Regions from separate parts of the Mus musculus genome. Here regions 2, 3 and 4 are each linked to region 1. A link is a contact called in public HiChIP or PLAC-seq and promoter capture Hi-C data. All regions are on one chromosome and are shown on one strand. Each heading gives the region's core, a stretch centred on a gene start, on an enhancer-like site or on the middle of the called end of the contact. The rest is flanking DNA. Distances are from core to core; before and after follow the strand shown. Region 1 holds the start of Lhpp (phospholysine phosphohistidine inorganic pyrophosphate phosphatase). Region 2 holds the start of Btbd16 (BTB (POZ) domain containing 16). Region 3 holds the start of Plekha1 (pleckstrin homology domain containing, family A (phosphoinositide binding specific) member 1). Region 4 holds the start of Hmx2 (H6 homeobox 2).

Region 1 (7,082 bases), core at 3,388-5,887:
ATGCTTGGAAGCATTCTCAGCCAAAGCCACAGAAGAAATGAGGCAAGGAAAGGATTGTCAGTCAAGAGAGACCAAAGGTCCCTTGAGATGCTCCAGCAGACCAGGTAGAGATTTAGGGACTTGACCCAATACCAAAGGAAGCGGGGAGCTCAGAGATGTCAATGTCAGGGCCTCTGGGTTCCTTGCCCCCTCAACGGGCATAATCTCACAGGCTCCAATAAAGAGGGCTTTCCCCTCGGCCTGCTCCACAGCTGCCTTCAGTGTATTTTAGGATTGTTGTCACAGGCTGCTACATTTCAGTGTCACCACACCAGAGAGAGATACCCCTGCTATGCAAGCCTGCAGGGGTCAAAACAGATCTTTTTAAATTTCTTTAAGATGTATTTATTTTATGTGTATGGTTGTTTTACTGTGCAGCCCATGCGTGGGTGTTGGGAGACCCTGGTCCTTTGCAAGAGCAGCAAATGCCACCTCTATAGTAGTCAGGCACATCTTAGAAAAGCTTTCCGAGGACCAGGCACAAGCCCAGAGCTCACAGGGACCTTCCTAACACCACAACTCTTTGCATCCTTTTCTTGGGCAGCACTGTGACAAGCTAGGAGTGTCAGTTCAGAGGCAACCATTTAGGGCAGTGGTTCTCAACCTGTGGGTCAGAGCCCCTGTGGCCAACCTCTATCTCCAAAAATATTTAACAGTAGCAAAAATTACAGATATGAAGTAGCATCGAAAATAATTTTACGGTTGGGGGTCACCACAGCATGAGGAATTATAGTAAGGGGTTGTAACAGTAGGAAGGTTGAGACCACTGATTTAGAGGGAAGCCTTGCCAGTCCTTTGCCCCCCATAAGTCCAGGCATAGATCTAGGATGACAGCTAAGGGCCTGCTCTGGGGCTGGCAGAGTGGGGCTTCAGGGTTTTCTTTGCTATCCTAGCTTAGGTACCTCACTCTGAGTCTCCAGTAGGCCTGCTAATTAAGAAAGATAGCAACAGGCCTGACAGTGGTGGTACACATCTTTAATCCCAGTGCTCAGGAGGCAGAGGCAGGCAGATCTCTGAGTTCAAGGCCAGCCTGGGCTACATAGAGAAACCCTGTCTCCAACAAAACAAAACAAAACAATCAACCAAACAAGGGAGATAATAGCACCCACCTTGGACATCAGAGAGCTATAAAAGAAATCACTGATGAAATGCCTGTGGGTAGAGAACACTCACCCTCAAAGGCCAGCCCCTGGGAGATCCTTGGACACTGCCTGACTGGGAGGTGTACTATCCAGAGCCACACTACTGTCTAGAAATCAAAGGCTCAGACAAGGGGCATCACCTCTTGTCAGTCCCTGCCAACATCTGTGCTCCTGACAGGAGAAAAACAAAAACAAAAAATGGAGACAGGGACTGAGGCTCTGCATCTTCATAGCACCTTTGCATTATTTTTCATGGGGCTGGAAAGTAATGACCCTGCCACTGCTGGCAACGAAGGGGACAAAGATATAGCTCCACAGAGCTACCCTCAGCAGCCAGAGGAACTAACTCCACTGGACTTTCAGAGACCTCATTTCAGGCCAAACCAGGAGTGGTGGCTTCAACTCTCATCAGATTTTTCAGGACTGGTCAGTTTATGAAGCAGAATTGGAAGTTCTGTTGAAGATATTTTAATTTCGACTTAAGCACAAGGCTGAAGAGAGAAAGAGAGGCACTCAGAGGGAACTAAGACATGCCCAGATGCACAGGTTTGCTGAAGAGTCCCGAGCAGTGAGACACACCCAAGCATAAGGATAAGCATCTCACCAGGCACCACCCCACTGTCTTAGCATCCACTGTAACCATCAGGAGGGCTCTCAAGTTACATCTTAGATGGTTGTTAAGAATTTTTATTTTTATTTCTCCATTTTCTCTCCCTGCCCTGCCCTCCCCCGCCATCCCCCTGCTTTATGCCCCTCGTAAAACCATTCTCAGCGTGCAGCTGAGGAAAGCCACATGTTATAACTCTGATTCGGAATGGTTCAAAAGCTTTAAAAATGTTGATATATAAAGCTGGACAATGAAGGGGCTTTCCTCCATTCTTCCCAACCCACTTCTTTATGCTCCAACCCCATCTCTTCACTAAGACTCCAAAATAGTAGCAAGTGTCTCTCCGGGGTTTATGCAAACACAGCAACAGGAACATGTGCATTCCTGCCTTTTCTACTGCAAACAGGACACACGTGATTGCTGTCCTCGCTCACACTGTATGGTGCTCACTCTGGAGAGAGGGACAGCGACTCTTCCCTGATTATGGAGAGTGATTGTTCTTGGTCCTTTATGGTTTCAAAAGACACAACTTTTATTTCAATTACTTCTCTTTTCTCAATCTCTCTCTCTCTCTCTCTCTCTCTCTCTCTCTCTCTCTCTTTCAGACAGGGTTTCTTTGTGTAGCTTTGGCTGTCTTAGAACTCATTTTGTAAACCAGGCTGGACTTGAACTCACAGAGATCCTCCTGCCTCTGCCTCTTGTGTGCTAGGATTAAAGGTGTCCGCCACCACTGTCCGGCTCAGTTATTTCTAGTAAACAAGTCAGAACAAATACCCAGAATTGTACCCACTACTGCAGTGCCAATTTTGTCTTCTCACATAAGGTAGCAGCACTTGGTTCTACGAAGTCTCAAAAAAAAAAAAAAAAAAAAAGAAAGAAAAAAAGTGAACTTGTTCCCAGTTTTATCAAAAAAAAAAAAAAAAAAAAAAAGAACCTATTGGTATAGTTTGAATTTGCATTTCTAATGCAACGGGTGGAGCATCTTTCCTGCGCTGAGGGGGTCACCAGTGTCTCTTTCCTGGTGAGTCTTCTGTCTTCTGTCCACATTCTCACTCAATGGCTGACTTTTTTGATTTATATATTCTGGGCCATAGATGTGAAAGCTTTCTTGGCAAGATGCCAAAAGAAACCTCATTTTCATTATACATATTTGTACATGTATCCATGTTCATATGTGTGTGTGTGTGTGTGTGTGTGTGCGTGTGTGTAGATACACATGTATGACACCGGTAATCTCAATTGGCAGCTCGATGAGAGCTAGCATCATCCAGAAGACAAGCATCTGGGCCTGTCTGTGGGTGGACTCTCTTCAGCTGTTAATTAAAGTGGGAAGTCACTTCCTACAGGTGGCACTATCCCGGGGCTTATATGCTTTGGCACTATCTTCACGTATACTCATCTATGGTGAGTGACTCAGTTTATTCATTTGAGCACAAACTATGGTCTACCTTCCTTCCAATGAGATCCTCATAACGTCCTGGCTGCTTACATCGTCCAGTGTCTGTCCCGCTACACTCTAAGAGGGGCCTCCACAGAATTAACTGCTCATATCCAAGGCTCAGTGAAACAAAGCCAGCCTTAAGTTCTGGAGTTAGTGGAGACAATGTAGAAGCCAGAAAGACATGTAAACTGGACTTTCACCCACCCAGAAGGTCTAGGTGTTTCCTAGGACTAGCTGTCCCATACCAGTCCCTTTCACTGTGCTACAAAACATAGTCTGTGTCCTTGTTACACCATCAGTGCCACCCCTCTTGCTCAAGTGTTCTCTCTCTCCACAACCATACGCGCGCGCGCACGCACACACACGCACACACACACACACACAAACAGATAAGTAGGGGAGGGCCTCTCGGGATCAAAGGACTTACTTAACTGCAAATAAGTAAATAGTGCTAGTTAGGTCAGGGTACCCCAGAGAGTGATATTGAGAGAATAATGCTAAACAATGAGCAGCCTCCAACTGCTCATCCACATTACACAAAGCTATCTGCGGACCAAAGACAAATAGCCCAGGTTTAATGCCAATTGTGGTCTCTGACAGCATTCTGCATTGGCAAGGTGTAATGAGCCAGACCCCTTGTCCTCCTCAAATCAAAACCAATACAAGAGAATTAGATGGCTAGCCATGTATATGATTTAAAGTTTTCTAAGAGAAACAGGTGGATCATTTGAATAGTTTACTTAGCCTAGTATATTAAAAATAGTCACTTAAACGTGTAAGCAACATCAAGAAATATTTTAAAGTAACTTTTCCATTTATTTACTTTTAAGATGGAGGACATGCATGGAGGGCAGAGAGAGGCAACTTACGGTAGCCACCGTTCTTATTCTACCATGTGGGTCCCAAGAATTGAACTCAGGTGTCACACACAACTGGCAATGAGTGTCTTTACCCATGGAGCCATCTCCCCGGCCTAACAGGTTGCAATATTAATGAGATAGTCTACACTTTTTGAATCTGTATTTTACTTGCAAGTTAACCAACTGCTTCCAAAACACAGCTTCAACCCATAAATGCCTAGGACCAACCCAACCTTCCCCCGACAAGGTTCCTAGCCAGCCTGAGGGGTGGAGCTAGCACTCGAGAAGGCGGAGCTAGCGCGAACGCCCCGCCCCCGGTAGTTGACACAGCCGGGAACCCCCTGCATTGAGCTCACTAACCTCGCCACTGCCTCCACAGAGCCTGCGATAGCGGTTGCACCGCTTGCGCTGCTATCACATAGCACCCCGGAGATGTCAAGCAGCACTCCCCGCACGCCCGTCAGCCGCTCAGCCCATGCGGCCATCGTGTCCAGCTATAAATCCGAACTCGGCGTCGCCGCTGCTTTTATCCCGCAGCCACGCCTCCCGCGCGGGGTTGCCTGGGAAATGTAATCCGCGGCGGGCGGGCCGGGAGCAAACTGGGAACCACGTGGACCAGCCTGACGCTTGACTATCAGGAAAAGCAGTGAACGCATCCTGCGGAAGGAGTTCAAACCCCTAAGAGTCAGGACATGACAACTTGAAATGAAAAGTGAAACAGTCCAGGAGGGATGGCTCTCACCTGTAATCCCCAGCAGGGCTGAGAGTGTGAAGCCAAGATGCCACAAGGGGGTAAAGGTGTTTGGCACAAAACTTAACTTTAATTCTATTCCCAGGACCCATACAATAGCAGGAGAAAACCTATTCCTGACATTGTCCCCAGATCTCCCCACGAGTGCATGCACACACACGTATACTAATTAAATAAATGAAATTTTAAGTGTTGGAGACATCCTAGCCTCAGTAGTGAGGTTCTGTCTCAAAAATGGAAGAGAGAGGGAGAGATCTTGCAGGCGGTTAGATGGCACCATCCAATTCCTTGGAAACACACTAAAGGAACGTGTGCAAACAGAATGACTGCGGTGTAAATAAATGATAATGCCAAGACAAGCTGAAGAAAATTAATGTAGAGGATACAGGTTGCATATCAGAGATGCTGAAAGAAATGTGCTGAAAGAAAGATCAGCCAGGGGAGGTGGCAGAAGCAGCTGAAGCTCTCAGAGTTTGAGGTCAGCCTGTTGCGAGTTCCAGGACAGCATGGACTACACAGAGAAATCCTGTCTCAAAAAAAACAAAAAAACAAAACAAAACAAAAAGAGGGGAAGGGGATTGGAGAGAGAAGGGGGAGGGAGGGGGAAGACAGGGGGGAGAGGGACAGAAAGGGAGAAGGAGAGAGAGAGAGAGACTCCCGCTAACTACCTTGGAAAACTCTTCTGTTCTAACATTATATGAAAAACACAAATTCAAAAGTTATATGCAGACAACAGCCTTGCAAAAATAAAGAGCATGGTAATATGAGTAGAAAAAAACACCAAATTTTATGTGTCTCGGGAGGCCAGAAGAGGGTGTTGATCCCTGAAACAAGAATTATATATAGACCCTGATGATTAATGATGTGGGTGCTGGGACTGAACTCTGGTCCATCTGAAAGACCATCCAGTGCTCTTAACCACTGAGCCACCTCTCCAGCACCCAGAATGTTAGAACTTTAACGCATTTCAACAAAGTGTGCATTATTCTTTTGATGAGCTTACCAGAGGAGCTGCTCGCAAGAGAAATAAAAGGTATAATGTCTACCCTGAGTGGGTTTACTGTGCTAGAGATCAATATTATACAGAGAGACTGAAGAAGCTGCTCTAACTTGAGAAAGTTTGCTTACATCGGGCAAGAAAGAGCTTACAGATTTGGGGGTTAGGAAGTGAAGGCTGGAGAATCAGGCTGGAGTCCTGCATAACCAGGAGTTATGTGTCTATAAATCCAATAATCACTGAAGGAAAACCCCAGACTCAAATAGTAATGCAAAGGCAGAAGGTTTATTCTGCGGAAATTACCAGCATGCAGGGGCCAACCGTTCGTCAAAATGGTTTGCAGACCCCTTTTATGCAGGTCTAAGGGAATTTTCCAGAAAGATTAGGTAATCTCCAATATGATTGGTAGGGGCAAAACAGTGACATTAGTACAATTTTGATTGGTTGCTAAGTTAGTTTCATTATAATTGCTGAAACCTTGAGGAATTTTGTCAACCAGCTCAGTTCTGGCCTTGTTATCTCCTCCAGCTGGGTATCCCAGGAGCTGACTCAGCTCCAGACTTTACCTCCCTAAGTCACAGCCATCATTGGCTAAAGGCCCATTGTCAATGGCTCCTTCTGGGAAGCCCAGCATGCTTCCTGGGGAAGTGAAAATTTTTTATTGCCAAGGTTTCTGGACCTCCCATTAGAGATGCTCTGCTCCTTTGGCAGTTCTCTTCCACTGCCTGTTGGTAAGATGCTAGTATCCCATTAGAACAGCCTCTGCCTCCAATGAAGCACAAGAAACAAATTATTTCAACACTGCCTTCCTGTGTCTGCCACTTCACCTTCAGCATCTAACTGGACAGCACCCAGTTTAATCTTCATGGGAATCTGGGTCTTTCCAGACTTCTAGGTTGGAGCTGGGTCAGACTGAAGAATTTGGCAGAAGTCTCTGCCCCTTGCAGTGGGCGCGTGTGGTACAAATTGGCCCAAGATGTGATCTTTGCCTTCAGCTCTCAAGATGGTCTGAGGATAAGACAACATATAACACAGTTGAGCTAATGTATGCCAAGTGACAATGAGTGACAGAGATACAGCCAAGAGGAGGGACACTGGGCTGTGGGTGGCCTCGGTGGCTCATACGCAGACAGGCAGTCTGAAGTGGAACTTGAAAGAATGTCTGACTTTAGACTTTATGCCCTGGTGGATAAAGGGTAGGTACCTATGCCAGTGATGAGTACATTTGTGTGATTTTTGTCCTCT
Region 2 (7,082 bases), core at 2,382-4,881, 1.8 Mb after region 1:
TGCTGGGAGATTAAACTCAAGCCCTCAGTCTCGAATGGCAAAGCACTTTATTGACTGAGCCATAGGAATGAAAGCTTCCATAGAAAGACACGTCTATGAGGCTGATCAAGTGATTAGGATTTCAGTGACTATGGAATGTTGCAGGTCTCGAGCAAAATTATCTTGGGTTAGCTTCAGTATTCTCACAGGCCGTTCCTTGCCTGCCTCTGTGTCTGACACACCCTTGTGACTATCAGGTGAAACGATTTCCCAATATATTAACAGCCTAAAAACTCAAAATGTCATCAGTTAACATCCCATCTGTAGCAGAGATTTCCCACCGACACATCCGATAGTGATCTGTTAGTATACAATGCTACGGAGGCATTCTCTACCATGTTAGAGAATGGAACTCAGAGTAACCTAAATGTGCATTCCTGAGGCACGATCACTTATATTTGGCTCCAGAATAAACCATCCCTTCCCCAGCTTGAGTTGAGAACTGTGGTTTTTGCATGTATAACTACCTCTCTAGACCTGCTGTCACCGGCCTTCTTGCGAAAGGATCCACTTACTGAATTCAACATTTTCATGAATGACAGTGGAGATGACACAGCAGGACAGTGATGAGCACCTGGAAGACAAAGAGCTGAAGATGACACTTTCGTATGTCTCTAAAGCATCCCATCAGAATACTGTAGAGGAGGCTGACCTAAAGAGTTCGTAGTTTACCATAAAAGGAATCATGAGAAAGCCTCAAATGTGGGTCACGTGTCAAAGCCAGAGGATGGCTAAGTATTTGTTTGTTCTGTACTTGGATGTAGTGTCTCATACTACACAAGAGCTCTAGCCTGGGATGGATGGATGGATGGATGGATGGATGGATGGATGGATGGATGGATGGACAGACAGATAGATCAATCTATGCCATGATTTTGGAAGAGTAGCTTAGGTAGAGGAGCAAGAAGATATGCCTTCTCACATTATCGAGAGGATGAAGATCAATGTATGTCCTCAAGTAGGGTGAGCATGTATTCTTTATTTGGATCAGGAGACTGTATGGGTGGCTTTATCAGTTAGCCAGGGCTGGACAGGGATGTAGTGTCCAGTGGGATTATGATTACTGTGGCTTAAAGGCCAGGAGAGAGGGCTGGCGGGGCATCCATTTTCCTGCTGGATCTGAATGCAGTTAGGATGACTTGGTTATAAGCGACAGAAACCAATCTGATTAATGGTATGCCAAAAACAGTTAATAGGAAGAGGACGGTAGGACTGACTGAGAGATGCTGATGGGTGAGGACACCAGGAAAACCAGGACCCAATACAGGGACTGAGGTACAAGCACCAAGGGCTGTTTCTGTCAGAGGATGTCATGAGGATGAATCAGTTCCCTGCACTCCATCTCCAGGAGGTTTTGCTCAAGCACAGTCACCCCCACTACACTACACACCACATCACACTATACACACACACACACACACACACACACACACACACACACACAAAAACACAAACACTACACACCACACTAAATACACAAACACACACACACCACACACCACACTACACACCACACTAAATACACAAACATGCACACACATACACAATACACACCACACTACACACCACACCACACTAAATACACAAACACACACACACACTACACACCATACTACACTACACACCACACTAAATACACAAACACACACACACATACACTACACACCACACTACACACCATACCACACTAAATACACAAACACACACACACACACTACACACCACACCACACTAAATACACAAACACACACACACACACACACTACACACCACACCACACTAAATACACAAACACACACTACATACCACACTATACAGCACACACCACACACACACATCACACCACACTAAATACACAAACACACACACTACATACCACACTACACAGCACATACCACACACACACATCACACCACACTAAATACATAAACATACATACACACACACCACACTAAATACACAGACACACAGACACACACATACACACTATACACCACACTAAATACACAAACACACACACACATACACACTACATACCACACTAAATACACAAACACACACACATACACATAATACACCACACTAAATACATACATACACACACACACACACACATACACACTACACCACACTACACAACACACACATACACACACACACACGACCACACTACACAGCACACAAAACACATACACACCACTACACAGCACACATACACACACATACCACACACCACACTGCACATCTCACACACACACACACAGCACATAGCACACACACACCACACCACACAGCACATAGCACACACCACACACACACACACACACACACACACACACACACACACACACACTGCCCCCTCCACACACACATACTTTTGTTCATGGCTGGAATCATAGCTGCTTCTCTGACCTGTTTTTCACACAGAAGTCAGAGGGACCCTGCACCTCTCCAGCTAAAACCCTTGGCCAACTTTCCACATATGAGCTCTGCATCTTCATCGTGGCCCAGAAGCTTCTAAGGAGAGAGGAGTGGGTTCCAGGCAGACTTCATACAGAGCTGGTCAGCATATGAAGAAATGTTCCTGCCAGGGCCCTCCATAGAAAAAAAGGTCATTTCAGTTCAGAGGTGGCTGCCTAGCTCCTCTTTCTTTCTTTTCTTTCTTTCTTTCTTTCTTTCTTTCTTTCTTTCTTTCTTTCTTTCTTTCTTTCTTTCTTTCTTTCTTTCTTTCTTTCTTTCTTTCTTTCCTTCCTTCCTTCCTTTCTTTCCTTTCTTTCTTTCTTTCTTTCCTTTCTTTCTTTCTTTCCTTTCTTTCCTTTCTTTCTTTCTTTCTTTCCTTTCTTTCTTTCTTTCCTTTCTTCCTTTTTTTCTGAGACAGGGTTTCTCTATGTAGAGAAGAACTCACTTTGTAGACCAGGCTGGCCTCGAACTCAGAAATCCACCTGCCTCTGCCTCCCGAGTGCTGGGATTAAAGGCCTACGCCACCATGCCTGGCTCTAGCTCCTGTTTCTTTTACACAAGAGTCTTCCTGGCTGACCTTGAACCCCAGGAGTATCTTAGTAGCACTGAAATGTATTTTTATTTTTGTCTCACTGGGAGCTGTGCCCTCTGTGGGCTTTAGTTGTTGCTCCCTTGGTCCTCTGGTGAGGAAGCTGTCTGTGACCCTCCTTCAGCTCCCAGCCAGGAACCTCTGAAATGCCTCCTTGCCCTGGTGGAGCTATGTGCAAACAGCTCCCATCACTGGGTGACCCCTTGGTCTCGGCTGTGGATGAGGTACCAGTCCCACTTACAGTTCTGCAGTCCTGCTGCCCACGGGGACGGTCACAGAGGTTGAGAGTGAAGCAGAGGGGTGCTGGTTGCACTGGTCTCGGAACCAAGGGAGAGTTGGAGGCTGGGCACCTTCTGAGCCTGAATCTTGAACGCTCTCATGACACCTGGGGCTCACCCCTTCTCCTACGGCGATGCTTTGCTGGGGGAGCCTGCCTTTGGCTTCCTGGGGGTAGTTGTGGGTACCATGGCAACAGCAGTCAGATTCTAAGGACTTCCTGTTCCGGGTTCTGGTGTTATCTCAGCTTGAGGCTTCAGGCTTTCTGCTGAGGGGTGACAGGGCTATCAGAAAACAGTTTGTCACTAGCATAACCATGCCTGGCTGCCAAAATATTTTCGCAACAAAAGTAATTTGAATTCCATGTCCAAAATTAGCCTTAATTAATTCTACATTAATATTTTTTGTGTGTGTGTATCCCCTCCCCCATTCCTGTGCCTTATTGATAATGTGTCTTATTGATAACTGTGTCTCTTGATGTGGGAGAAAGTGGTGGGTAGTGTAGCCAGCCCTCTGACAGACATTAGGGTCTCAAAGTGCAAACCTGCAACTGGGCTATGTTCCTTTGCAGGGGAGCGAGCTACACACACACACTTGGAGAGCCTTTGCCGCACTTCCCATACCACCAGATACACACTGTCTGCTCTCCAACCTGGAGTCTGGTCTGTCGCTTCCCTCCTAGCCCAGTGCCACGATGATGGCGTGATAGTGTGTGTGGAAGGAGGTGCCTCAGCGAAAGCTCTGAAGTACAGGTCTGCCCTGTTACTTCTGCCCTTCCCTTTACCTCAGACTTCCCCTATGTAAACTTTCTCTCCAATAGAGGCTTAACACAGGATTTGAATTAAGGTGTTTGAAATACAAGAACCTGACCCTCCTGATATCATACCTGCCCTCTGGATACTATTTCTGGTACTACTGGGGCTACTGGCTAAAAGACAACCCCTGAGCGCCTCCTATTGGCCACACTGGGAAAGTGTCCCAGGGAGCCACAGTCCTTACCACCCCTGAGCCCAACATTTGACCTTGATTGTATTGATCCCTTTCTGAAGCCTTTGGTTTAGAAGCCTTCAGCTCCCCGCTAGATTGCGCCATGGATCGCTCCAGAGCTGAGCTGTAAGCCAAAGTCAAATGCACAGAAATGGAAACTTTCTTGAATCGCTGGAGTTAGCATGGACTTCATGTGGCCTTGGCCACAAGCAATGTCACAGGAAGTCTAGCTGCTTTCCCTGCAAGTTCTACCTGGTGGCATCCACTTGCTGGCGATGTTGTCCACCCACCCCTATGGGAGGGAAACAGAAGGGTGGGAGGCAGAGCCACCATGCCAGCCTTAGGCCAATGTTCAGGGGGCTGCTTTCTGCCCCACCTGGTGTGTTCTGGATCCTGAGGGACTGGCTTCTGACAGCACCTGCTTAGTCTCCCAGAGGGAGAAGGTGAGCAAGTTCCTACAGGGAACAGAGCAGCTCCTCTGATGGCGAGGCCGTGTGTGCATGCTCAGGCAAAGATACATTTCCAGAAATGTGCTGTGAGGCCACAGTGAGTACTGAGTGTGGTTGGCAAAGGACTTCCCCATATAGAGCCAGCTTATGAAGACAGAGAGGTGGCTGTTCATGTGAGTGAACACACACACACACACACACACACACACACACACACACACACACACACAACTAGACTGTGGAGAGGGAAGTGTAGCCCAGTCAAAACAGTAAATGAACCTCCAACCAGGCCATAAAAAAAGATAGATGAATTATCTCACAAGAAATGAAAAATAATCTTCTTGGAACGGGTTGTGGGCTGCAGACCTACACTCCCAACACTGGGAAGTTGAGGCAGGAGTTCAAGGTCACCCATGGTTATAGAGGAAGTTTGAGGCCAGTCTATTAAAACGAACAAGCAAACAAGTAAAAGAATCATACGGTAGCCCACTATGCCTCAGAAGAGCACAGATATCTGGTGTGGAACAGCCTGTAATATCAGAAGACAGGCTGAGACAGGAGGACTCTAAAGCACAGAAAAAGAAGGCCATGGCCATATTTGCCCATCCCTTCCCCTGTGGGGAAGGACTACCTCAGTCTCATACCTCTGTGTTGACACAGCCCCTCAGAGTTCCAAAGGAGAAGCCAAGGGACTGGAAACACACACGGCTCCGTCCCTCAGTAAGGCAGATACTGGAGGAGCCAACACGGCTGTCCCCCACAACCTCTCACTCACAGCAGAGCATCCCCAGCAGGCAACACCAGAAGAGAGGTGGCCAAGCCCAGAACAAGTCTGAAGCCAGGCAAAGGCAGCTGAATGGCAGAGAGCAGTCCCACAGGTCCCATATGGTGTATTTATGCACCAAGGGCCAGGGGAGCAGGTATGTACCGTTTCTGTCCCAGTTAGGGTTTCTATTATTGCAGCGAGACACCAGGAGCAAAGCAAGGCGAGGAGGACAGAGTTCATCTTGCTTACACTTCCACATCATGGTCCATCGCTGAAGAAGTCAGGGCAGGATCTCAAACAGGGCAGGGGCTGGAGGCAGGAGCTGATACAGAAGCCATCGAAGCTTGCTGGCACGGCTTGCTCAGCCTGCTTTCTTACAGGACTACCAGCCCAGGGCTGGTACCACCCACAATGGGCCTACAGGTTTGCTTACAGCCTGATTTCATTGAGGCATTTTCTCAATTGAGATTCCCTCCTTTCAGGTGACTTTAGCTTGTCAAGTTGACATAAATCTGAATCTAGCCAGCACAAGTACCAACTCTGGAAGGCTTCTAAGCAACAAGCTTCCTAACTTGAAAGCATAGATCTGGGTCCAGTCTCCAGTACTGCACAGAACAGGCCACTGCGGCCCCCGTAACCCCAGCACTTGGAAGGTAGAGGCAGGAGGATCAGAAGTTTAGCGTCATCCTTGGCTACAAAATGAATTTGAGGCTAGCCTGGGCTATATAGGACTGTCTCAAAAAACAAACAAACAAACAAACAAACAAACAAAACAAAAAGGAAGAGAAGAGAAGAGAAGAGAAGAGAAGGAGAAGGAGAAGGAGAAGGAGAAGGAGAAGGAGAAGGAGAAGGAGAAGGAGAAGGAGAAGGAGAAGGAGAAGAGAAGGAGAAGAGAAGAGAGGAGAAGAGAAGAGAAGGAAAGAGAAGGAAAGAGAAGGAAAGAGAAGGAAAGAGAAGGAAAGAGAAATGACACCTTAAGGTGGCTTCTTGGTTGCTGGAGAGAAAGAACAGGGCCAACCTTGAAACTCTGGAGCTAGCATGGACTTCATGTGGCCTTGGCCACAAGCAATGTCACAGGAAGTCAGCACTGGACAAGCCACCTGCTTTGTGGTGAATCAAAAAGAACCGATACTACTCTGTATGCATGTCAGACACAGACAAACTGAGCAGATCAGCGTTTCTCAGTCTTGGAGTCTAAAATGACTCTGCCTCCCTGGGCCTTCTGGGACTCTTTTCTAAGATGTGTTGCAGCTCCCCCTGGTGGACTTCCTCCTCCACTGCAAAACCTGCCCAACCACACCTGGTGCTCCTAGTGTTTGGCTAGAACAGTGGCTTCTACGCAATCCTGTGCATATGGGCATATAAATGACTACATTCAGACATTTGCCAGCAACCAATTATGGAGAAGTTGATTTTGAAGCAATTTTGGTAGACATATTTGAAACTATGTTTGGTGACATTGTCATTTATTAAAGATGAAAGCAAATTTGCATGCTAATGAGAAGGTATGCATATT
Region 3 (7,082 bases), core at 1,453-3,952, 1.7 Mb after region 1:
CAGATATTCCTACAAATAACTGAGCACACTATAGGCAAGCTTCTAAAGCCCCTGAATGCTTCCGCCTCATGAAGTAACTGCATACACAAGTCACTCTGTTCTCAAATGCTATCTACTCACAAGCAGTGGAAATAAATGAATAAAATTAAATAAAGAAAACTAAAATTGGATGTTTCTCTCCTATTGCATCAATCTTAATCTATTATTGCAGATCAGAACCAATTTTTGAAATTTTAAATAAAGTCTTGATATGCCAGAAAATGTACTGCTCAGGCATATGGAAGGTGATTATTTGTGTATCTTCAGCTCCTAGCTAGCAACCAGTGGATGCTTAAAACATCCCTGCTACAACTCTTGAAACTTACTAGCCAAAGCAGAGTAGCCTCTGACACATCTGACAGTCACTGCATCCCACCCAAAAGCCTTTCTCCTCATTCTTACACTACAGAGCTATTTAAATGAGAATAAGACAATGCACACTACTCAACAAGTTCATGTTAAAATCTGATTTAAATTATACTAACAAATTATTTCTTAGATTTCCTTCTGAATTATAAATTCTAAAGGGGGAGGACAAGAGTTACAATCTGAGTAGTGGCATAACAGTAAAGAACTTCCTTAGGCCCAGTAGTCAGTTTTTCAGCAGCAAAGCTCACATAAAGATGTAAGTTTCCACCTTTCCCAAGTATCTTCCTATTGCCCTAGGCATCTTATCCTATCTTTGAATACTGCCCACAGTAACTGTTTAAAGAATCCAATGCTATTCTTAACATCCTTAAATACTTCTAAAAAGGTCCTTCCTGCTTATGAACTCATGGCCGTTTCCTCACAATTGTATACTTATCCTGTCCCACTGTCTCAGTCTCCGCCAAACAGATGTACACAGCACAGTCTTTCCTATTTTGCTACACTGCTAAACCCAAACAGAAGACAAAAAAAAAAAAGATACAAACCTGCTGCTTTCCCCGCCCCCCAACAGCAACAGTGAAACCAGAAGCCAACAAGATAAAGGGAGACAGAAGGCAACATGTATATCACTTCCCTGCTGTGTGTGGCAAGCTAGTGACTCTTTACAAGCACAGATTCACAGTATGTCCACTGAAACAGTGTTATTTTTCAATAGAAATCTGACATTTGGCACAGGGTAGGGTTTATAACACTATAAAATAAGCTATTAATTTGATTTCTGCTGACTTACTATTCTTGTTTATCTCTGCTCTTAAAGAAGAAAATCAACTTTCTGTAGAAGAGTTGGTCCAGAATATGGAATATTTAAATTTGAGGGAAAATGGTTTGCCACAAGTTTGTTGGTAAGATAAACTAAGACGCACTGTATTCAAAATTCGTGTTACTATTTTTGAAATAATAGTTCATCTCCAGCTGTAAACTAAAAATGGTTTTTCATTTTACTTCCAAAGCGTCTGAGTCACTTAACACTCTTCTAAACTTCGCTACAGATTCGTCCAGTGGCCGTCAACGTAAAAAGCCTGGAAGCTAGAGAGCAGATCACTCTACAGTCTTAAGACAATGGTATAAACCTTGGAGTGGGCTATTTGTTCCGGTCATTAAACACACAGGAAATAAGCTTTTCTGGTTAGAAAACTAATTTACAAAGGGCAATACGACTTCACAAGAGTACAGAAAATCTTATTAAGATAGATAACGACCAACTCATCCAAGCAAGTATTAGAAAGAACGGGAAGGCGAACTAGAAAACGAAATGCCATAAACTACCTGGTATCTGTTCCTTAAACCTGTCCTCGGGACTCGGTCCCAGACAACATCAGTTTCTGAATTTACTCGGCCCTCGGTGGAGCCTCAGCTTGGGTGTCGAGCAGAACGAGGATTCTACCAAAAGCGGAGCACCGCGAACAGCAGCAGGGCGCTTTCAACCTGACACCACTTTCTCCCCGGACACTCTCCCGGGAGGGTCAATAGAAAGCATCCGAAAGGAACCAGAAGCCGAGCAGGGCAGCCCTCTTCCAAGTCCCGAACCCAGAGTTCAGGCGCCTCTCGGGTCCCACCCGCCTGACCTTGGCCAGGGCACTCCCAACCCTGCCACTCTCTCGGTCCGCACACGCGGGGAAGCCGGGCTGTGCGGGAGCGAGCGGCGCGGATGGGGCGGACACGGCCCTGGAGGCGCGCCGCTCCGACAGGCGTCGCCACCGGGATCCCCGACAGGGGCCGAGCCACGGCGACGGCAGCGAGGACACCAGGGGCTGTGGGCCTTGGCGGGGACCCGCAGGGCTGGCGTCGGGCGCAGAGGAACCCGCGCACAGGTGAGTCCGGCCTCGCCCAGGTGCGCGCGCCCGCGGACGCGCGAGGAGGCGCGGCCCCGCGCCCCCCTCAGCAGCCGGTGGCCGCCTCAGCCTTGCCTTCCTCGCCCCGCTTTCCCCTTCCACACACGCACACCCGAGCTGCACACCTCATGCCCCACTTTACCGCGGCCTCCGCCCGGAGCACCCGCGCCACCGCGGTCCCGGCTCCTTCAGGCACCCAGCTGCCGGGAGCGGCGCCCACGACGGCCCGCCCGCGCACTGCGCACGCGTGCACGCGCTGCCTCTACCAGACCAGACAGCGACTGAGATTCCGGAGCGGGCACTCCCTACCGCGAACACTACAAGTCCCGACAGGCTCCGCGCACGCCCGGCGGCGTGGCGGGCAAAGGAATCGGGCGTCTTCCTAGTTCCAGGGTGGTGGCTCGCGGCCGCGCGCGGGGCGCTGGGTTCCCCATGCCGCGCTGCATCCTGGGGCTTGCAGTTTTTGAGGACCACGAGGCTCGGCTTAGGACGTGGAACTAGAGGTTCTCTGATGTCATCACCTAGAGCTGCGAGGCACAGGGATCTTTAAAAATAGGTTTGGTTCCTTTGCAGATAATTTGCAAGCTGTCCCATAGTGGGTACAAGAAACATAAAATTCACTGGTTGTGCACCAGTTTTTTGCTCCTAACCATTTCTTTCTCAAAATGCAATTTCACCTCATCCTTAAAATAGTGGTATTAATGCAAGAGGCCAAGGAAATTTAAAAGGATTGCTCAAAACTCTTTCAAGGAGATATTTTAAAATATTCAGCCTATTTGTTGAGCAACCTCAGTGTATGAAGTCCCTGCCCTCGTGGAGCCTGTGTTTCATAAGGGGAGCTAGCCCTTTACAAAATACAATCCTTATACATTTTAATAAGTGGAAGAAAAGAATGAGCTTCAGAGATAGAGATAGGGAGGCAGGCTTCAGAGAGGATGTCCTGTCCAGCAGCATTCTCTAAGGAAGAGATATTTCAGCTGAAACCTGAAGAAGGTGAGATATTTAAACATGCAAAAGAACTGGGAGAGAATTACATACCCCACTTTTCCCAGTGAGTGACACACACTGAGGCTCTCAATAAACGTTTGGGGGTTTGTATCCTGCACAGCTGGGGATCATGCCCTCTCACTTGAGAGTGTTTTATCAACCTTTCTCATGACAAGGTTCCTCTGTCGTGTACGTGGGACAACTAGGCTATGCTAGATGAGAGACTGGAGGGGTAGAACTGGCAAACTGCCCGTGCTGACTCTCCACCTCAAATCTCCAACATCGAAGACGATCAGCACCTTACCTTCTTAGAAATCTCAGCTACACAGCCTTGCTGAGGGCCATCTGGCTCTTCTTCAGGTGGGAGCAAGAAGACTCCTTTCCTTATCTACAGACTGGTTGAAAGAGTCCATAGAGTTGCCAGCGCAGCCCTTTCATTTGGCCCATGCACTGGGCTTTTGCTGATTTAACTGAATGTATAGATGAAGTTTTAAAAAAAGTTTTCACATAAAAATCCAAATGTCACCTGATTTTCTCAGGTTTTTTGAGCTAACTTTCCTTGGCTTGAAGATCTGAAAGAAATTCCTGGCTTTTCAGCCCTTGGAGCCCTAGGAGATTCCATTGGGAGTGATTAGAATGTACATAACGAATTGGCTGTTTGCAAATCTGTAACAGAGAAAAGCAATTAAGTTAGGATGGGCTTATTCTGGCTCACAGGTTGAGGGTCTGCATGGTTCATCCTGGTAGGGTAGGTACGGTAACAGAAGAATGAGGGTCAGTCAGAGCGCATCTGGCCCGTATTCAGGACGGGTCTTATCTCCTCAGGTAAACTCTGGAAATTCCCTCACAGACATGCCCTGAGTTCTTTCCTCCCTCTCCCTCTCCCTCTCTTCCCCCTCCCCTCACCCACCCCCCACATCAAGTTAGCAATTAAGTTCAACCAACACAATCTAAAAGTCAAATTCAAGTTCAGTGTCTTTTCGTGATGGGAAATCCCTAACCCTGAAGCCGTGAGCCTCTCTATCAACCCCCTCTGCGTTGGACGAGAGAGCCATTCTCCTGATTGTCGTTACCATTTGACTAAGCAGTGTGCAATCACATAATGAATCCTAAAGCTTATTTGGCACTGAGAGTTAAATGTATGCACAGTGACAGAAACCAGAGAAGGGATTCAATTTGCCCAATGACACACAGCCGAAGTATTCTCCGGGCTACTTTGAGGTTGGGGTCCAGCCAAAACTTGAGAATTCCTGATGTGCCTTTAAGTTCAGAGGCTGAAAGAAGGGTAGGTATAGAAGATAAAAGGCTCTCTGCTCTTCCTCTGCCCTACCCCCCTTTCTTCAGTTCATTATATAACATAAGTACTTTCGCTGTTACTTAAGAAAAAAGTGTAAGCATGTGAGATATTCCTATGCTGAGATTAAGTCTGACAGCAAACCAAATGAAAGAGGACGGAGTGAAAGAGCAGAGGCACGCTAGAATACTTCCCAGAGCCAGTCTGGACCGAAGGCTTTGTAAACTTCAAAGTACCTTTGAAGCATCGCTGCCCCGTCATCACCATACTTCACACGGATGAAGTACTTGGGTGTTTTATTCTAAATACTCCTTGGTTTCTTTCTACACACTTAACAGCAAGATACCAGCCCCTCTGATAGAGCCAAGCAGACCGGGGTACACAAGCCAGGAGACTAGTCCAAACGCATCTGGTGCTACTGGGTGTCATTTTCCTCCCCGCCCCCCTCTCATTTTTACTTTTGTTTTTAGTTTTTGAGACAGGGTTTCTCTGTGTAGCAGAACTCACTCTGTAGACTTTGCTGCTCTCGAACTCACAGACATCTGCCTGCCTCCACCTCCCAACTGTCATTTTCCTCTTTGATACGGTCTCTGACTTCCCTTCCCCAGGAACACCCTGAACCTTTGTGCCTTACTTTTTCTCCTTTGCAGCACTCACATATTATTTACACAAATCTGAGCAGAACATCACCCACATATCTGATTGGTCTTATTTTCCTTCTGTCCCGCTAGAATAGAAGACCGACCCTGACAATGTTTAATCTAATGTTTAATTCACACCTATTCTCTCTCTTGAATAGAAATGTCTGCTGAACATCACAGGCCTCCTTCCTTGCTCAGTCAGACTCAAAAGACAAACCGCAGGAACAGTTCCTGAGGTAAATCCCTGTCTAGCCAGACGTCAGTCAGAACCAAGGTGAAACAAGGATTAAACGTGAACAGAACTCTTTCTGAACCCAGTGCTGTCTTGTTTTCCCTTCAGAGTTAAAACAAAACAACAACAACAACAACAACAACAACAACAACAACAAAGCCAGCTCTTTTCTACTGTTTGGTGTAAACGTGAACTAGAGCCAAGAGAGAATCAGAGCTTTGCCTCTGTAGCTGCATTGGAGAAGCTGGTTCATGGCCCTCTGCCACACCCACACTCCTGGCAACCAGCTTGTGATAGGAAGAATGGTTCCTGGTAATTACCCAGGGCTGGTTGGGTTAAGGGACTTGCCAGACTACAAATGAGGTGGCTGAAGTCTCCTTCAGGAACTATGGCTTGCTCAGCACAATCCTGCTCCAGGAATGAATGTAAAAGACTGTTGTTCTGGAGGGATTGGTGCCTGGGCAGGTGCAAGAAAAGTAAGATTTCCAAGTGGTTCAGCAACCAGCCAGAATCCCAGGCTGAGAGAGAGAGAGAGAGAGAGAGAGAGAGAGAGAGAGAGAGAGAGATCAACTCTAACACCTGGATAAATGTGATTGACATAAAATCACCTAGTGCCATTAATGTGCCAAAAGATCACTCTATGATCTCTGGGCTTTAGGAGCTTCTAAGCACATGAGACACCTGCTTATATCCTAGTCAACCCTCTGAGCACACACAGCAGATCTGGGATGCAGACAAGCCCTAAAACCGAGGCCCTTAGACTGCTCTGTGTCACCCAAGCATGTGGCCTCTTGCTCCAGTTTGTCATCCAGACTTGAAAAGCAAGGTTTTCTGAGCTCAAGATTACCATAAGGGTATGGCTAAGTTGCTCCTTGTTATATTGAGGTAAGGAGCATTCTTGAAGGTGAAGGCTCTTTTCAGAGGAAACTGGGAAAGATTCCATCCTGGCATCACAAGCGTAAGGTCTTCGGCTGGTGGGAAATCCTTCTCAGATCACTGCCACTCACCTGTCTGCTTCAGCCAAGCTCCAGCTGCAGTCAACGGTTGCTAGCTCTCCCCATCCATCTTCCCATTCGCCAGAAGAGATTATTAGCACTCAGCAACAAAAGCTAAAGCCTCAAGTGTCCCAGAGGGTTGTGTCCTGTGTGTCCTGTGTGACCTGTGATCTGCTCCCTAATAACGAGAACATGAAAACGTCGGTTTTCACAACGATCCCATGACTGCCTTGTCCCACCCCAGGATAGGACCTCAAGGAATTTGGGTTCTACAGTCCATCTGACTAGCTGGGTGATCTCAGCCCATTACCTGACTTCTCTGGATGTTAACATTGTTTCTTTGCAAATGGGGGTGGGGTGGGGTTTGATAGGGCTTTATGGTTTCCTAGGGAGTCTTAAATTTAATAACACTTGTAAAAAGTCTGGCCCGCAGACTGGCCCCATCACTATGAGCTGTTAAGTGGTTTATCCCAGTTTCTTGGGCTGCTACAGACTACACGTATCAAGGAGACTGGCATGGTACTGACAGCTTGGGCTTTGGGGAGTTTAGTATGGCTTGGGATCAGGGCCAGGTAGATCGGGTGCTGGGGGAAGTCGAAGGATTCCAGATGTGTCTAATGTGAAGATTCTGGT
Region 4 (7,082 bases), core at 3,401-5,900, 1.1 Mb after region 1:
TTATTATGGCTAAAATATTCTGGTTGTCTTCCCTCTCCAAATAGTTCTAGTATGTGGTTCTTTCTCTCTCTTCTCTTTCAACAAATCAATGGCCAAGTTCAATTTTTTTTAATGCATTGAGTTGTTTTGCATTCTAAGTTTAGCCAAATAATTTTACCTCTTGACTTATTTGGTTCTCTTTCCCAGTTGTTTATTTAATTCTATTACTGTTTCCAGATTCTGAGCATAAATTACCTGCTAATAAAATCTAAGCATATTTCATTATCCCATGTGTGTATGATTCAGGCCCCTCTGGCCGCACACTTGCAGCCCAACTCTATTTGAGTTTTAAGAAACGTCAATCTTGTAAATCAAGTTTAGAGCCTGAAAAGAGATGGACTATTTTGCTGATTATTCAAATGAATTGCTAGACTTGAGATAGGAAATCTGGCCACAAGCAGAGTCTTGACCATTTTACAACACAAATGTAAAGTAAGTATGTGTGTGTGTGTGTGTGTGTGTGTGTGTGTGTGATATTCAGTTACCTGTTGCAGTGGTGAGTCGCCTGCCACAGCTAATGTCTGGGTGAGTAAAGAGAGTCAGATATATACCACATGACAACTGCGGGAAATGGCATTCCCTAAAATATTATGGGCAAACTCAAGTCGTTAATGCCGACAGTGACAGGAGGAGGAGGTCACTACCTATGGAGAAAGCCATCCTGAAGCAAATATGATGACCCAATACTGTTAAATCCATCACCGAATTGTAATCTGCTGAAAGGCAGATCAAAAGCATCCGAACGGAGTATGTTTTTTTACAAGACAGTCCTCTGAAGTAATGTGGTTGTTTCTGGGTGGAACACTCAAAGAATGCTGTCAGGGAAAGAATGTAGAGAGGTTATCTGGAGTGAAAACTACGGTGACAGAAAAATACACATATCCAATGAGCAATTGAAAACACATATTTAATAAGTAAGAAGAGAACTGATAGGCCTCTTTGTGTTCTCCTTTGGACCACCCCAAATTTAGTGTAGGTTCTTAGCACATGTTGAGACCTCAACAAATACTTATTGAGGTGAACACAGCTAAAATAAAACAAATGTAAGCAAACCAACCTAGTATTGCCCGGTGCATTCTTGTGTAGCATCCATCTAATGTCACCTAGGAGGAGTTGCAGGTTTTATAAAATATAATGTGTTAAGAAAAAAATAGGCAATATCAGAGCAAATCTCTTCTGCCAGGCATATTTCACGGAATGATATGGGCCATGTAAACGTTTACATTCTGTGAATTTCTACAAAATGCAAGTCATTTCGATGCCCCCTTGGCTCAAAGAGACCGGTCCCTCAGGCACCAGGTTTTCTTCTGAAGAAAGAAATAGATAGGGCCTTGGCGCTGCAGACTCCTAGCTCTTTGCACCCTGATCAACCACTGAGGGGAGGCGGGCTGGACCTAATAACTCTACCTGAGGCCTCCTCCAAGCTCCAGGCCCATTTCTGACATTTAACAAGGAACAGGTGGATGCTATGAAAACGTAGAGAAAATACAGTGCTGTGATTTGCATGATCCTGACGAAGCAGTTCTCCGGGTGCAGAGCCTCCCTAACCCTGCATGGAGGCAGGCAGCCGGGCACTGCAATCCTCAGTGCTCAATTCAGAAACAGCTGCTGCAAGTTAGCCAGTGATCCGACCTTTTTGTCATTCACGGGCAAATTTAACAACTACAAAAAGAAACTAGGGAAGCGCCCGTGTCATCTGCTCCACGAATCCCTCCAACGAAATCTGACCCTTAGGCATCACTTCCCGCTCTGCGCAGAACTCTCGCAACTGTGTCACCAGCGGGAGACCCCTGCGAGGGCTGCAAGCCAGTCGCCTGTGGCTCTGGAACCCAAGCGGACGCTTTCTCTCACCCCACGTTTTACTCCGCGCAGGAGGACGCCAAGAACGCCAAGAGCTCCGGCCTTTCGCGGCGTGCCCAGCTTTCGTCTAGCCCAAAACAGCCCAGTATCGGGGAGATGTTCACCTCCTTGCTTGGCTCATTCCCAGAGGCGACCGGGTCAGCAGCCAGGCTCCTGGCTTTGTCTTTCGCTGCGCGGGGCTGTGGATCTGGATTCCATCTCGAGTGCACCCCAACCCGCACACCTGGGTCGTGGGAACTGTGCTGTTCCTGTAAGCAGCCCCAGTCACGTGCTGCCTGGGCAGCCCCAATATCCCGACCTTTAACCTCTGAGCCCAGCCCCACCCACACGTGGTGAGAGCAGAACCTTGGGGGCTGAGGGAGGAGACAGAATCCTGCATGCTCTGGCAAAAAAAAAAAAAAAAATCCAGAAACTCCTCTGCCGCTGTCTCCTGGGACAATCCATCCCTCCAAAGTTAGCAACCATGTTTAAAACGTTTTATTTTTTTCTCTTTAAAAATATTTACAGATCTGTACTCTCCTCGTTTTGCCCCTACCCATCCTCAAGATGAAGGGAATAAAGAGAAGTGATTAGTTCAACGACCAAAGCCCTAGTTGGTTCGGCTCGGCTGAGCTTGTGTCCTACCACATTTTCTATATACAGGTGTATATATGGGAGAAAGACTGCCTGGTTCTGTTGGTGGTTTTTCTGATGTTTTTTTTTTTTTCTTGCTACTGGTCAAAACCGACCTAATCAAAACCCCACTTCCCACCACCACCCGAGAGCCTCCCCTTCCAAAATAGTTTCAAACGCGAGTTGTTTGGTTTTGTGTAGAAAGCAGGTGCTCTGGCGTGAGGAATGCAGATAAATACTCAAAACAAAACAAAACAAAATAAAACAAAACAAAACAAAAGGTAGGAAAGAGGCCATAAATAAGACATAACGAATACACATGGTGTATTTCTTAATATTTCTGGACACGCGCCGCTCTGCTCCGGAGCTCTGCGAAGGATCCCGACCGCGCCGGGCTATGCAGGCAGCTGCAGGCGACCAGGGGCGTCCCGGGAGCCGGCGGGCGAGCATGTCAGTAGTCAAGCTTGTTGTACAGGTTGTAGAGCGGTAAGGCCGAGAGATTGCTGCTCGGGTAATAAAGCGGAGCCGGGAAGGCCAGAGAGCGCGGCACCGGCACTCGCAGCAGCGAACTGTCCCGAAACACGAGCGGCATGCCCACGAGAGTCTGCGCCGACGCGTGTGCCATGTTGGCTGCCTCAAGCTCGGCTGAGAGCTGCCGCTTCCACTTGTTGCGGCGATTCTGGAACCAAGTCTTAACCTGGGTCTCGGTGAGCTGCAGGCTGGAGGCGAGGCAAGCGCGCTCCGAGCTGCTCAGGTAGCGTTTCATGTCGAAGGTAGACTCGAGCTGGTACACTTGGCTGCGGGAGAAGACGGTGCGCGTCTTCTTCTTGGCCGCTCCGGTTTGGCGCTCCGCACCGCCGTCCCGTGGCCGCTCCGGGCCCGGAGAAGGCGAGCCCGCCGGCAAAAGCCTCTCCTTCTCTTCCTTAAAGTCCGGGTGAGAAGGAGAAAGGAATGGCGTGCGCTCCGAGGCCGCAGGCCCTGCGCCTCCGCTGCCCTTGGGGGTACCTGAAGAGTGAGCACAAACAGAATGACCATGGAGTTGATGAGCCTTAAAGACTCTCAGCTCTGCCGGGGACAAGGAGGTTGACTGATGCCTGCATCCTTGATTCCCCTATTGCTAACCCTTTCCTTTTCTACTGCGTCCTGCTAGCGCCCAAAGTCCAGAGCCTCGGCCTTTCAAAGCAGCAGAAGAGGGTTCCATATAATCCGAGCTGGAGGGTCTCCTTCCACTCTTATAAAAGTAAACGTGGTACCGGGTCTGGAATGGGGACATTAACACCATTTTTTAAAGGTGATTTTTGCCTTTGAGGACTGAGCTCTACAAGGTAGCATCATTTTACAGGCCGTTTTCTTTGAGAGTCGGGCTAATTTTATTCATAACTCCTTGGCTGTCCTCCGTTAGCTTTTACCTCTCTGAAACTCAGCACTGTCAATCATTTTAGAGTACTAATCACTTCGAGAAGAGGCCGAGAGGAGGGAAAAGACATAGAGCCTGCAGGACTGACAGAACACCCAAACCAGACCTGCAGAACTAAGTCAGGACAGAAAGTACCCGGCGTGCGAAACCATTTTGGCCAGCATTGTGTACCGCCCGCAGAGTTCCTGGCCCACTCTGGTTCACCCTCCTTCCCCTTACCCAGTCTTCCCCTTACCGCCCCAATATTCCTCTACTTCTCCCCAGCGCCGGCCCTTCCGGCCTTTTCGAGAATGCACCATGGGTGCGTAGTCCCCTCCCCTTAGCCTGGACCACTAGCGGCCCGGCTGTGACCCGGGGATGCCCTGCTCCGCGTCTCCGACAATCACACACCGCATCGGCTCACGCTCACTCGGGCCAGACTCCCGACCTGCGATCCTTACCCAGGCAAGGGAAAGGGATGGGGGTATGGTGCTTAGGGCTTGGCTCCTTGGGGCCGTGCGGATCTGGGCAGAAGCAAGCCGGAGCCTTCCAACCTTCCTCCGGCTCCTCCTCCTCCGAGGACACAGACAGGCTGCGTTTCCTGGCTGGCCACCCGGCGGGCTCCCGCGGTGCCTCGGAGGGGCCCCCGCCCAGGATGGACTGGATGGTGAAGCTGGAGACGCCACCGGCCGCCGGACATCCCTTCCCCACATCTTCCTTGCTGCCCATCCTGGGTTCATAAGAAATCGGAGGAAACCAAGAACTCCCTTTAGAGCGGGGCTGGGTGGAAGGTGGTGCGGGCAGGCGGGCGGGGGGAGGGGCGGGAGGGAAAGCAAGGGGAGGGGGCTACGAGGCTGGCGAGGCGTCCCTTCTGCTCCAGGACGCGCAGGCACCGGACCGCTGTGCGCGGGTCCCTGCCGGCCCGGCTCTGGGTGAGCCCGCCCAGCCCCGGTGCCAATGTCCCTTCCTCGTTTGACAACTCCACCGGTCTCCAGCGACGCGGAGGCTGCGCGGCCTCATTTGCATAGAGGTTACCCGGCCGCGGCCAATCGCAGCGCCGCGGAGCGGCCCCGGAATTTTTTAAAAAGCTGGGGCCGAGCACGCAGCACCGGGAAGCTCCGGGAGCAAGCCTAGACGCGCACTCGCATCAGCTCTGTCCAGCCCGTAACATCTGGGGCTGAAGGCAGCTTAGATTGCAGCCTGTGTTCCTGGTCTTTGCCTTGCCTCTCCAGAAACGAGAACAGCGCCCGGGGTCGAGCTGGTGGGGCTCTCTCACATCCAAGATGCACACCATAGGCTGCTGCCACCCTCCCCAGTCCTCAACCCCTTCTAGCCTCTTGGGAACTAACAGCGCTCTACGAGTCTTCTCCCGCTGCGTTGGGGATTGACAGTATGTGGCTCTCCGCTGGGAGACACAGGAGCAAAGAAATTCTACAGCTCTGGACCTGAAGACCCCGCTGACTAAAGGGGGCAGAGGATTTTGGAAACAGAGTAGCCCCCAAATGTCCCGAGGTTCCGGCTCACATTCCAGCAAACGCCATTTGCACTGTGTGAACTTGAACAAGTCTGGTCCCAGTAGAAGCATCCCTGCCCCCTGGCAAACTTCTTAGTGTCGCCTGCCCCCATTCTCTGGTTGTGATGATGTGTCAGCTAGAAACCTATAAACTCTCAGAGTGCAGAATAGTTATTTCCTAATCCTTGACCGAATACCACACAGCTCGCCTTCCCACACTGCAGCTAAACTCATTTACTTTATTTTGCTGGTAAATACTGGCGGTCTCAAAATGGCTACGCTGCTTCTGGAAGGAAACGAAGTAGGTAGGTATGGGGACTTTTTAGAATTGGACAGGATCCTGTTAAATATAGGTAGGGTGTCTTTGGGCAAGATATGTACACTTTCCACGCCTCGTTTTCCCCATCCTAAAATTATTTGAAGTGTTGCTTTCCTTTCAGAGGTCAAGGTACAGCTTTATAAAACCTGACTCTCTCCTTCCTTCTTGTGGCCTCTCCCTAAGCCCTGACTCTTGCTTGTTTAATCCCTAGAGCACCTGTTACCTGATCTAGAGTCATCTCAACAAAGCAAGCAAAGGGATTTGAGGCGACAGTTATCTACACAAGCTTTATGGAAAGGAACGAGACCCAAAGCTTCCAGCCAAACCTGGCTGCACCCTTAAGGTCCCAGAAACCCTGTTCCCTTCCTTAGACACATGCCAGAAGATCCAAGAGTGAAGAGAGACTGTAGAGTCGGTCCCCACAAATGTCCAGCCTGCACCGTGACGGTGCAGTTCCTCGCCTGCACCGCTCCCGGGTTATTGAGTAAAGCGCTTATAATATCATTAGCCTCACTGAGTTACCGACTGCGGCCCTGCCCGTGGCAGAACTCTCCCTACTTAACTCCTCAAAGGGCTCGTTAATGGGCTAATTGATTAGGGGTCGGTGGCGCAGCCGGGACGGGGCAGGGGAGGGAGCGGAGGGCCAGGAGGCTGCGCGCCCAGGCCCGGGAGGCTGGCGAGGGGCAGGTGCCGGCCTCCGTCACCGCATTAACCTCTTCAGGGCTCTGCGGCGGGGTCGAGACACATTACAAATGGTCAGCTTTAATCATGGTGTCAGCTCATTAACCCGGAAGGACCCGGCGCTGAAATACAATTTGTGCGTCCTGCTCTGCGCGGCCCTGGCACAAGCTCCGAAGCCTCATCACAGCAGGTCCAGCGCGCTCCCGCGGAGGTAGAGGAGGAGATTCCAGAAAGAAATGTTCAAACTCATGAACTAACCCTTGGCTTTTCAAAAGCACAGTTATCTGGGCCGTGTCGTCGAAGCTAGAGCCAAATCAATACCACAAGAGGACTGTCTGGCCAATTTGAGGATCAGAGCCAGCTACAGAGATTGTAGGAAAATCATAGTGGAGGAGAAAGAGTTAAGTCGTTCTGAGCTAGAAAGGATCTGGGGCTGTGAACGTGTTGGGGACAGCTCATTTTAACCACAGCAAACGTGACTCAGATCTTTACCGCCATTGTACAGAAGTGGAAACTGAGGTGCTGAAAAATAAGAATTTAGCCAAGTAATGGAAACAAGCTTGCGGTCAGGGTTGTTTCCCTGCCGCTACTGTGCTCTTAGGAGAGAATGGGAAGAGAAGCCGGCAAAAGCGACAAACTTGGAGAACAACAGCCTTAAGAGT

The links. Promoter capture Hi-C pulls out the DNA fragments that hold promoters and counts their contacts. HiChIP or PLAC-seq counts read pairs in DNA pulled down with a chosen protein or histone mark.
Region 2: a promoter capture Hi-C map of liver shows a contact between it and region 1, with 4 times the contacts expected there. The contact joins the promoter of Btbd16 here to the promoter of Lhpp in region 1. A contact is called at or near these places in 3 of 39 promoter capture datasets (embryonic stem cells, liver and pre-B cells).
Region 3: a FOXA1 HiChIP or PLAC-seq map of pancreatic cancer cells shows a contact between it and region 1. The contact joins the promoter of Plekha1 here to the promoter of Lhpp in region 1. A contact is called at or near these places in 2 of 39 promoter capture datasets (hippocampal neurons and pre-B cells) and 2 of 115 datasets of contacts at active chromatin or transcription factors (large pre-B cells and pancreatic cancer cells).
Region 4: a promoter capture Hi-C map of embryonic stem cells shows a contact between it and region 1, with 12 times the contacts expected there. The contact joins the promoter of Hmx2 here to the promoter of Lhpp in region 1. A contact is called at or near these places in 18 of 39 promoter capture datasets (the 3T3-L1 cell line, the C10 cell line, the HPC-7 cell line and 10 more), 11 of 484 Hi-C or Micro-C datasets (cranial neural crest, differentiating embryonic stem cells and embryonic stem cells), 9 of 115 datasets of contacts at active chromatin or transcription factors (astrocytes, embryonic hindbrain, embryonic stem cells and 3 more) and 3 of 9 other capture datasets (adipose tissue, embryonic stem cells and liver).

What each region holds. Positions count from the first base shown.
Region 1 is chr7:132,608,198-132,615,279 of GRCm38.p6, reverse strand. Lhpp (phospholysine phosphohistidine inorganic pyrophosphate phosphatase) reads right to left here and starts at 4,637. Exons shown (of 7, transcript NM_029609.1): 1 at 4,450-4,637. The coding sequence starts at 4,574.
Region 2 is chr7:130,770,618-130,777,699 of GRCm38.p6, reverse strand. Btbd16 (BTB (POZ) domain containing 16) reads right to left here and starts at 3,631. Exons shown (of 16, transcript NM_001081038.2): 1 at 3,330-3,631; 2 at 507-613. The coding sequence starts at 572.
Region 3 is chr7:130,861,344-130,868,425 of GRCm38.p6, reverse strand. Plekha1 (pleckstrin homology domain containing, family A (phosphoinositide binding specific) member 1) reads right to left here and starts at 2,702. Exons shown (of 13, transcript NM_001346515.1): 1 at 2,443-2,702. Gm5602 (a long non-coding RNA gene) reads left to right here. Exons shown (of 4, transcript XR_869992.3): 2 at 1,713-2,279; 3 at 5,381-5,458; 4 at 5,563-5,978.
Region 4 is chr7:131,551,861-131,558,942 of GRCm38.p6, reverse strand. Hmx2 (H6 homeobox 2) reads right to left here and starts at 4,650. Exons shown (of 2, transcript NM_145998.4): 1 at 4,369-4,650; 2 at 929-3,516. The coding sequence starts at 4,636. The coding sequence ends at 2,963.